2 separate regions of the Mus musculus genome follow, and region 2 is linked to region 1. Evidence: chromatin contacts called from public promoter capture Hi-C data. All regions are on one chromosome and are shown on one strand. The core of a region is the stretch at or near the end of the contact, and the rest is flanking DNA. Distances in the headings are between cores, read along the strand shown.

What was found. Promoter capture Hi-C pulls out the DNA fragments that hold promoters and counts their contacts.
Region 2: a promoter capture Hi-C map of erythroid cells shows a contact between it and region 1, with 60 times the contacts expected there. The contact joins the promoter of Armcx5 here to the promoter of Tceal9 in region 1. A contact is called at or near these places in 2 of 39 promoter capture datasets (cranial neural crest and erythroid cells).

Annotation. Positions count from the first base shown.
Region 1 is chrX:136,242,916-136,247,274 of GRCm38.p6, reverse strand. Tceal9 (transcription elongation factor A like 9) reads right to left here and starts at 2,195. Exons shown (of 3, transcript NM_011712.2): 1 at 2,048-2,195; 2 at 1,509-1,574; 3 at 136-939. The coding sequence starts at 909. The coding sequence ends at 595. It overlaps Gm39535 (a long non-coding RNA gene), which reads left to right and starts at 2,238. Exons shown (of 2, transcript XR_878245.2): 1 at 2,238-2,555; 2 at 3,521-4,359.
Region 2 is chrX:135,740,494-135,744,843 of GRCm38.p6, reverse strand. Armcx5 (armadillo repeat containing, X-linked 5) reads right to left here and starts at 2,152. Exons shown (of 4, transcript NM_001009575.5): 1 at 1,866-2,152; 2 at 1,230-1,281; 3 at 269-345. Gprasp1 (G protein-coupled receptor associated sorting protein 1) reads right to left here and starts at 2,152. Exons shown (of 11, transcript NM_026081.5): 1 at 1,866-2,152; 2 at 269-345.

The DNA of each region.
Region 1 (4,359 bases), core at 946-3,445:
TGACCACCACAGTTATGTTTATTATTGCGTATGAGACGAGTTGTGAATTTTAATCTTTTAACTCGGTAGTTCTCATATTGTCAATGAATAACAAGCGCCTCAGGAGTTTTAAAAATAAATTGATGGGCTGTTGGATTCTTATTTTTAGTTATAAAACCTTTATTATTTTTAGCAAGAATAATGCGTGTTCATTTTAGGAATATGGCAAATACAAATAAGCAGAAGAAAAATCATTCATCTTTCACAAGTTTATATGTGCATATATGTAACATACAAAGGTACTCCTGTCTTTCAAAATATGATATTCCCATATTATTTTGTAACCTTTTCTCATTTTGTATCCCATCAGAAGCTCATTTTGTTATTCTTTTTTTTCTTTTTTTTTTACAAATCAGTAAAGCTTAAAGCCAGAGACTTATAGATTGGTTCAAATATAATCAACAGTAAGATACAGACAACAAGAGATACAGCTAAAGCCACTAACAGCAACAGATTCAAAGTAGGAAGATGGGCAAAGGTCTTATCAGGAAAATGCTAATGAAAAGAAAGCTAGATCGCAATGGTAACATCAGATAAAAGGGAAAGCAAGCCAAGCTACATTAAATAGGGGTAAGGATGGCTTCGGTTAGCCTTCCAACGCGTCACTATAAGTTTGTTTCTCACTTTCCTGATCTCATCTAGCTCCTCCACATCTCTAAACAGATCATCACTGCTCAGGTGCCTGTTGTGTATATCCTCCTGAAAATCCTGCAGAGACCGGATCAGCCTCTCCCGAAAAGTTTCTTCGGATTTCTCCTCCTCCTCGGGTTCCTGCCCCTCCTCGGGCTTTTCCTCCGGCTTTGGCTCTTCCTCAGGCTTTGGCTCATCCTCCTTTTCTAGGTTTCCTTCCATTTTTTGGCAGGGTTTCATCTTGTGTCTGCTTCTCTTCTTTGCTGCTTCCTGCAGAATACGGGAATGCAATGATTTCTAGGAAGCGAGGGGGGAGGGGAGGGGGAGGGGGAGGAGGAGGAGGAGGAGGAGGAGGAGGTGGTGGTAGATGGAAGACTTGGTAGATGGGCAGGTGCTGTGCACAAAGGTCTCCTCACCGTTTGCTTACGCCCTCCCCATCCCACCCCCCCTCCGTCCACTCTTGCCCCCTCCCGCTCTCCCTCTCCCCACTTCCCTCTTTCCCCTCCTCTCTTCCCCCCACCCTCGTTCGGTCTAACTGCCCTCACCAGATACCTTCCACCTGAGAAACCCAGTCCGCAATCAAGGTTTCCCTGTCCCCGCCCCTCTTACCTCCATTTTCCACCCCCTCCCCTCTCTAGTCCCTCCCTCCAGCATTTTCCAAGGCCTTCCTTCCCGCCTCCCGCCCCAGCCCTCCACAAATCTTTCTCCCTCCCAGGCCTAACACAGGCCCCTCCGAAAGGGGTGGGGGGAAGGGAGAGGGGACTGGGGCCTTCAGCCTCTGCAGGCCTTCACCGACCCATATCCTGGGGGAGTCTTTTATAAAGTTCCCCCTCACTTACCAGGTACAGATCTGGTCGATTTCTTTTTCCTACTTATTTTAGCCTGGTGCGGTACAAAGAACAAACCTGCAGGCAAACGGAGAAGGGAGGGGATGTTGGGGGTGGGGCAAGCAAGCCCTCGGTGCTCAGCAGAGCACTACCACGGACCCAGCTCGCCGAGCTCTCCGCATTTAAGGGCTTGCTTATGGAAGTTTCCCACCCTTTGTTTCCCAAAGGACTCCTCCTTCCCACCCCGCAAGTTAGCCTGTCTTTCTCACCAGACAGAGGGTAAAAAGGAGCTATTCTTCCCCAACTATCTGTAGATCCGAGACGAGGTTTGGGAAGCAAAGTGGGGGTCCAAAATCTCAGAGTATGATTATTTTGGAATCGTCACAGCCCCCCTTGTTTTCTCTTGGGACCCCCTAGTCGTTTCACAAGTGTCCTTTCCTGAAGAATTAAAGGTACGAGGTGGAGGGACAGACTTAACCAGGACTCAAGTCACTACCCTAGACCACTGTAAACTACAAAAATCCTTGGCAGTAACGGCTTAAAACACTAACCTGATGAATTGAAGCAAGCTGTCTCTTCTGGCCGCTGGCCTCTCGCACCACCGTCTGCAAGGCTAAAGGGAGCTGGTACCCAGATGGAAACAAGGACCAGACTAGCAGGATTTCTGCACACGTCGACTCCTGGTCACATGAGATCTACGTCACCAGTGAGGTCCGGTCCCCGATCTCCACTCCCACAAAAAGCGCGGCAGATGTGGCCCCGCCCTCCGCTCCCATCTACCACCCCCTCTCTAAACATTCATTTGGCCTTGTCAGTCTTTTCTGGAGGAAGAAAAAAAAAGAATGTGCGGATTGGTTTTATTGTTGTTGTTCTTTTTGCAGCTCTCTGATTACTAAAGAGGAGCGTCATATTTTTTGAAGCTACGGAACTTTTCGGCTTCTTTTAATAATAGGCTCTTCCTGTCTCACGCTCCTAACTGCCAGTACCACTCACCCCCCACCTAGCTTTCCTTAGCCCCTCCTCCTTCATCTGAAACGCACTCCTTTGTTGTGGAGCCAGGTAGGTAGGTCAGAAAGCAGTGGGAGAGGGGGAATCTTGAAATAGAAGTGGGATTTTTCTTTAAGGCAACTTAAACTTTATTCTTAATACGTCTGTAGTCTTTTCGAAAGTAATGTTGTTTTACAGTCAGAAGTGACAGCCAAATTACTTTAGATACATTTGTGAATTCATACATGTTCATTTCTTATACTAGTGCCTAGTGTTTTTTAGTAAATGCATTCAAAGTATATGCCTTTACATTTTTTATTATATTGTGGTGTTACTTGGGGGAATTATTTAAAAAGAAGAAAAATCATGTTTAACTCTAGAGGCCTGCTGGTGGTATTATTACCAAGAAGTGGTGTCGCCTGAAGAATCGCTGCTTCAACACTTGCCAGCATAGATTGTTCGAAAACAGTCGCCTCATCTTAAAGAAAGTAACACTTTATATACACCACGAATTGTTGGACTGTCTTAACAATATGTGTCTGCTCTAAATCGCTTAGCTCATAGAAAACTTTCAACATTTACTTATTCCCATTTTATTTCATATATATGCATATCTCACTCACGCTGGAGTGAGACTGGATATAGTATAATTATGTTCCCCTTTAACAGGAGGACTCTAGCTTCTTTATCTTGTACTTGACTTTAAATTAAACTTTAAACTTGACTAGTCAAGTTGCTAGTTTTATGATGATGATGGTTGCTTGGGTTAAGGACTTAAAAGCCTCTATAGGTGAAAGTATTGGCTGCTCACTTGGTTACATATACCTAGTAAGTGTCTAAAATGTCTAAAAAATATATTTTAAAACTTGGCATTGCTGCTTTCAAACTGTATCTTCTGTTTGGTCATCTTAACCTTTGAGTCAGATTTCTGCTCAATTTTACATGTAGACATAGCAGTCATTTAAGATGTGGCTTGTTCAGAACAATAATACAAGGTTGTTTTGACCTAAATTTGCACACTGTGTTCCCTCTCCAAGGCTACAGACACCAAGATAAGAGGAAGTAAGACAATATTCCATTCTTGGCCATTGGAATCTAGAAGTCTCCAGTAAACAGTGCTCTGCTGCTGTTACCTCTGTTCCTTTTCCTGTCTACAAAGCTGCTTTGCATCCCTGAATCCACTAAGATGATCTTTTATTGGCAATAACCTCTCAGTTTCTTTGCTTTGTTAGCATTCCAAGTGCAATCTTTTCCTTGCTTCAAAAACATACATTTGAATCATTTGCAAGCCACAAGTAATGGTCTTGTAACACATCGACATTTGTATGTTGGAAACTTGGTCCCCAGGGTGGTAACATGGGAAGTGACGGAACCTTTAAAAGGTGCAGACCAGTAGGAAGCCATTAGGTCACTGAATGGTATTGCCTTTGACAGGAACTGAAGCAATTCTCAAGGAACTCTGGTTATTTCTCACAAAAGGCTTGTTATGAAAGGCCAAGGATGAGTCACCCAAACACACAGCTTTGATTGCTCTCCAGCTTCTTGTCTTTCTCAAAAACATACCTGTCATGTTGTCATCCATCAGGCTAAGACATAGTAAGTCTTCACCATAGAAGTCAAAGCCCTTGAGTCTCAGAAACTAAATGCTAAATAAACTGCTTTTTTGGGGGGTAAAATATTCAGCCTTGCATATTTCATTATAATAACAGAACTTGAACTAATACGGTCTCTGTGGCAAGCTTTGAGCTGATTGACAGATCTTCAGTAAGGTCCACTCCCTGTACTGAGCTTATCTCCCATATTAGTTACTTTTTTCCTTCCTGAGACAAAACATACGGCAAACAAACTTAAGGAAGGAAGGATGGTTTTGACCCAT
Region 2 (4,350 bases), core at 903-3,402, 500 kb after region 1:
CATAGTTAAGTATGGAAATTCAGTGCTCTATGGGGAAGAAGGAGACAAGGAGCCAACTCCTCCTTTCAGTTCACCCACTGTCTATACCTTCATGTGCTACCAATTTGTCTTTGCAGACACCAATAAGGGCAGAAAGAATAGGAAAGCTGGATGGACACGAGAGGCTGCAAAATTCCGAGGCTATCTGCTGACCTAGGCTGGAGCCAACCAAATCTTTACTGTTCCATACTATAGGTCTTACTCGAGGAGTCCCCACGTTCATACTAACCTGCGCTCTTGCCAAGGGATTGTTTCCTCCTTTCTCTGTTTCCACTGGCGACAAGCCCTGCAGCAGATCTGGCAAACCTATAGATAGATAAAGAGGACAGAGAAACTCAGCTCTTGGGATACAGACCTTGGTTCCTGGCCCTTATTCTTGCCTTCTCAGAGAAGCTTGTCTAGCTTTTCCCTTCCTGGTCTTCCTCTCCTTCCATTAACCAGCTTCAAAGCTGTTCCTCCTCCTCTTCCTCCTCCTCCCTTGGGGCCCTCCATTGTCTTCTTGAGTGACTGTTTCGGTAATCCCTTAGTTGAAAAATCGGTTGATAATGAAGTGTTAGAGCAGGACAGGAAAGAGGGGATTAAAGGAAGATGTTCCCATCCTGCATCTATCTCTAGAGTTAGACCAAGACTCCTAAGTGAATCCACAGACCAGCTAGAGGTCATCGAGAAACTGACAAAACAGAAGGGTGTGACATTCTAGTCTCAGTGATCCTTGTCTGTCTTCACACTAATCCTCGAATCTGGACAATTGCCTTCTCATTATCTCCTAGCTTCACATTCAGTTATTTTACAAACATTCACAACAGCCAAGTTATACAACCCTCCGGATGTGTCTATCAATGGAAATCCACAAACATGAGAACAGCACTACTGAGTATAATTTAGGAAACAGTAATTACGGAATAAATGCTTGCTGGATACAGATACTTGTTTGGTAAAGAATTCTCTGATTCCCTTTCTTTTTGTCATCCCCCCATGACACCCCCAAATCTCCACGTTCCTCTGCTATATTCTTAAAGCCTGATCATTTCCATGAAGGGACAACTAAATCATCTCTGCACAGTTGGTCGTACTGGTAGCAGTAGGGATGAAACGCCTGACAATAACAGGAAGCTGGGGAAATAATGAAAAGTATCATTTTCAATTTTCTTACACATTCTTATGATTATCCCCCACCCACCCACACAAACCTATCACATTCTGCAACATAGTTGGGGTAACGCGGAGGGCATTTCTGGAAGGCTGGAAAAGAGGAGATGTAGAAATTATTCTAGAACCCTACCTAGTCTTGCAGCTTTCTCCCACAGTACAGAAATCAGGTCAGTTTTGTTTATCTTCTCCCCTCCCCTTTTGATCTGCCGCCCTGAAACGTGGAGAAATGCAAACTTGGCACAAAATCTATCCACACAAATGAATGTGTGATAGCCCCAAATCAAATGAAATCGCACTGAGTAAGATATGGTTAATTAATGGTCAGATAAGAATGTGCAATCTTCGAATACACCCAACACAAGATTTAATGTTCCCACATCTATAACCCCTTTGTGTATCTCCTTCCTGATTCTCAAGGCTCCTCAGACAACTGCGTTCATCAGTGGTGGTAGTCCTTTCTCTGACAAGTACGCCATCTCCCCAGTAGATGATGCCATTGCATCCATCTCCCTTCCCAAACGTGATGAAGCGAGTTTCTGGAAACGTAGATAGCTTTTTCTCATCCTCCCTAGTCTGTCTTCCCAACACTCGCCCCCTAAAATCAGGTCACCAATCCCGCACCAATCATGGAACCCGCAACCACAACCCCAAGCAATGCCCTCCTTCTTACTGACCTGTTCTGCTTGAATCCAAGGCAGTTTTCTTAGGTGCGTTCTCTCCGGCGGCGCCTTCCCACACAGAAAGGAGGCAGGCAAACGCCGTCGGCAGTCCGCCGCAGGGAGCAGAGGCAATGGCGGCGACTGTAATTTAGGGGCTTGCCGGGAGCTTGGGATGTAGGACAAGATGAAGGGCCATGACTAGCAAATTACTGTCACCTTTCGGTACCCACTCCTCTCTCCGGTCCCTCACGAAGCGACTACATAGCTACCTACATCCGCCGGGACGCACTAGGCGCGGCTACGTCATTACGGAGGCCCGCAGAGGGAGGAGCTAGAGTTATTTAAGGAGTTCCGGCTTAGGGAAGCGGAGTGATACTACTGTGGCGCACACTGCGACACTTAGGTTCTGATCCCGAACTAGGGAAAACCGCGCCAAGCACCCGCAAGCAGGCGATTACCAAATGTCGGTTTTAGCTTCCTTCTTAGACATGTCTTTCCATTTCGAAATGCATGCGGTTTTCACGCTGTGGCGTCAGAAGAAAAAGCGGCCGCCTTACCGGGCGGAAGGATAGCAAAGAATTCTAGTGTTTTTACACGTTCCTCACTAAACCCACCGCCCACTGAAGTGAGCTGGTTAGGTAGGGGAGGGGCTCAAGGTAGAAACGATGCTGGGGGTGGGGCGGTTCTCAACGCTGAAATTACAAATAAAAATTCTCATTTATTCCAACAAATTCTAAACTGTTCCTTCTACAAGCAAAATCCGCCAGTGATGCACCTGTAAGGGCTTGTTTGCATAAAATTCTTGCTGCAGCGGCAGAACCTATGGAAAACTGCTCTGCTGCCAGACCGTTTTTGTTTTGTTTTGTTTTGTTTTTCAATCTCCCTTTTTATGTTTCCTGTTGCCACCCCTTGAAATCTTTTGCTCTTATTGTCCGGCATGTTTCTTGTTTTGAAATAGTTTTAGATAACATGAAGTAAGGATAGAGGAAAAACAGGGAGAAAAAGAACTGTGCAGACGAGTTCTACTCCAGGATGACCTCACTACCATAAGGTGCAGTGGCTTGGATTTAATCTAGGCACTGGGAAAACAAGAATCTTCTTACTGACAAGACATAATACCAAAGTATCTTTGTACCCGTGGACCAACACCAGTCCCTGCTCTGTGGATTTCTCCGGGCTTGTTCCCTCACGTTTCTTGCCCCCTAAATCTCTGACTATATAAGTCCTTGCATCTTGAATGCTGGGCCTCATGTTTGTATTATCTATTTGAACATAAATTTAATTAAAATAAGCCTTAGAATCAGAAAGTGTTTCTAACATGTATACCACTTAGAAATGTCCCAGCCCATCAGTCCTGTATGCCTCAACTCTAAGCTGAGCTATGACATTAGTAGATTATGATGAGAGACATTTTTCCTGTTTCAGGGATGTTTGTAATTTTGAAATTGCCTTAATAAAAGTGCATGGTTTCCCCTCAGTCCCAGTCTACATTATCAGAAAACCTGATAATGTCATGAGGCAGGAGGTTAACTTTTGGAAGGAATAACCAGCCTATAAGGAACAATACTAGGTGGTGATGGTCAGTCCAGACAGACCATCTTCATGACCCAGGACACAAGATGAAAATAGTTTTGGTGGGAGGCTCAATAAAACATAATTGTAAAAAATAGGTGGTAGTGGTCCCTCCAGATGGGCCAGCCCAGGGCCCTAAAAACAGTTAAAGAGAGAGAGATAGAGAGAGGGAGAGAGAAGAGAAGAGAAGAGAAGAGGAGAGAAGGAAAGAAAAGAGAAAAAGGAAGGAAGAAAGAAAGGAAGGAAGGAAGGAAGGAAGAAAGAAAGAAAGAAAGAAAGAAAGAAAGAAAGAGGGACATCTGGGTTCTTTCCAGCTTCTGGCTATTATAAATAAGGCTGGTATTAACTTAGGCAAATGGATGGACTGGAGGGCATCATCCTGAGTAAGGTAACCTAATCACAAAAGAACACACATGATATGCACTCATTGATAAGTGGATATTAGCCCAGAAACTTAGACTATCCAAGATACAATTTGCAAAACACAAGAAAATCAAGAAGAAAGAAGACCAACATGTGGATACTTTATTCCTCCTTAGAATAGGGAACAAAATACCCATGGAAGGAGTTACAGAGACAAGTTCCAAAGCTGAGACGGAAGGAAAGACCATCCAGAGACTGCCCCACCCAGGGATCCATCCCATAAACAACCACCAAACCCAGACACTATTGCATATGCCAGAAAGATTTTGCTGAAAGGACCCTGATATAGCTGTCTCTTGTGAGACTATGATGGGGCCTAGCAAATACAGAAGTGGATGCTCAGAGTCAGCTATTGGATGGAACACAGGGACCCCAATGAATGAGCTAGAAAAAGTACCCAAGGAGCTAAAGGGGTCTGCAACCCTATAGGTGGAACAACAATATGAACTAACCAGTACCCCCCAGAGCTTGTGTCTCTAGTTGGATATGTAGCAGAGGATGGCCT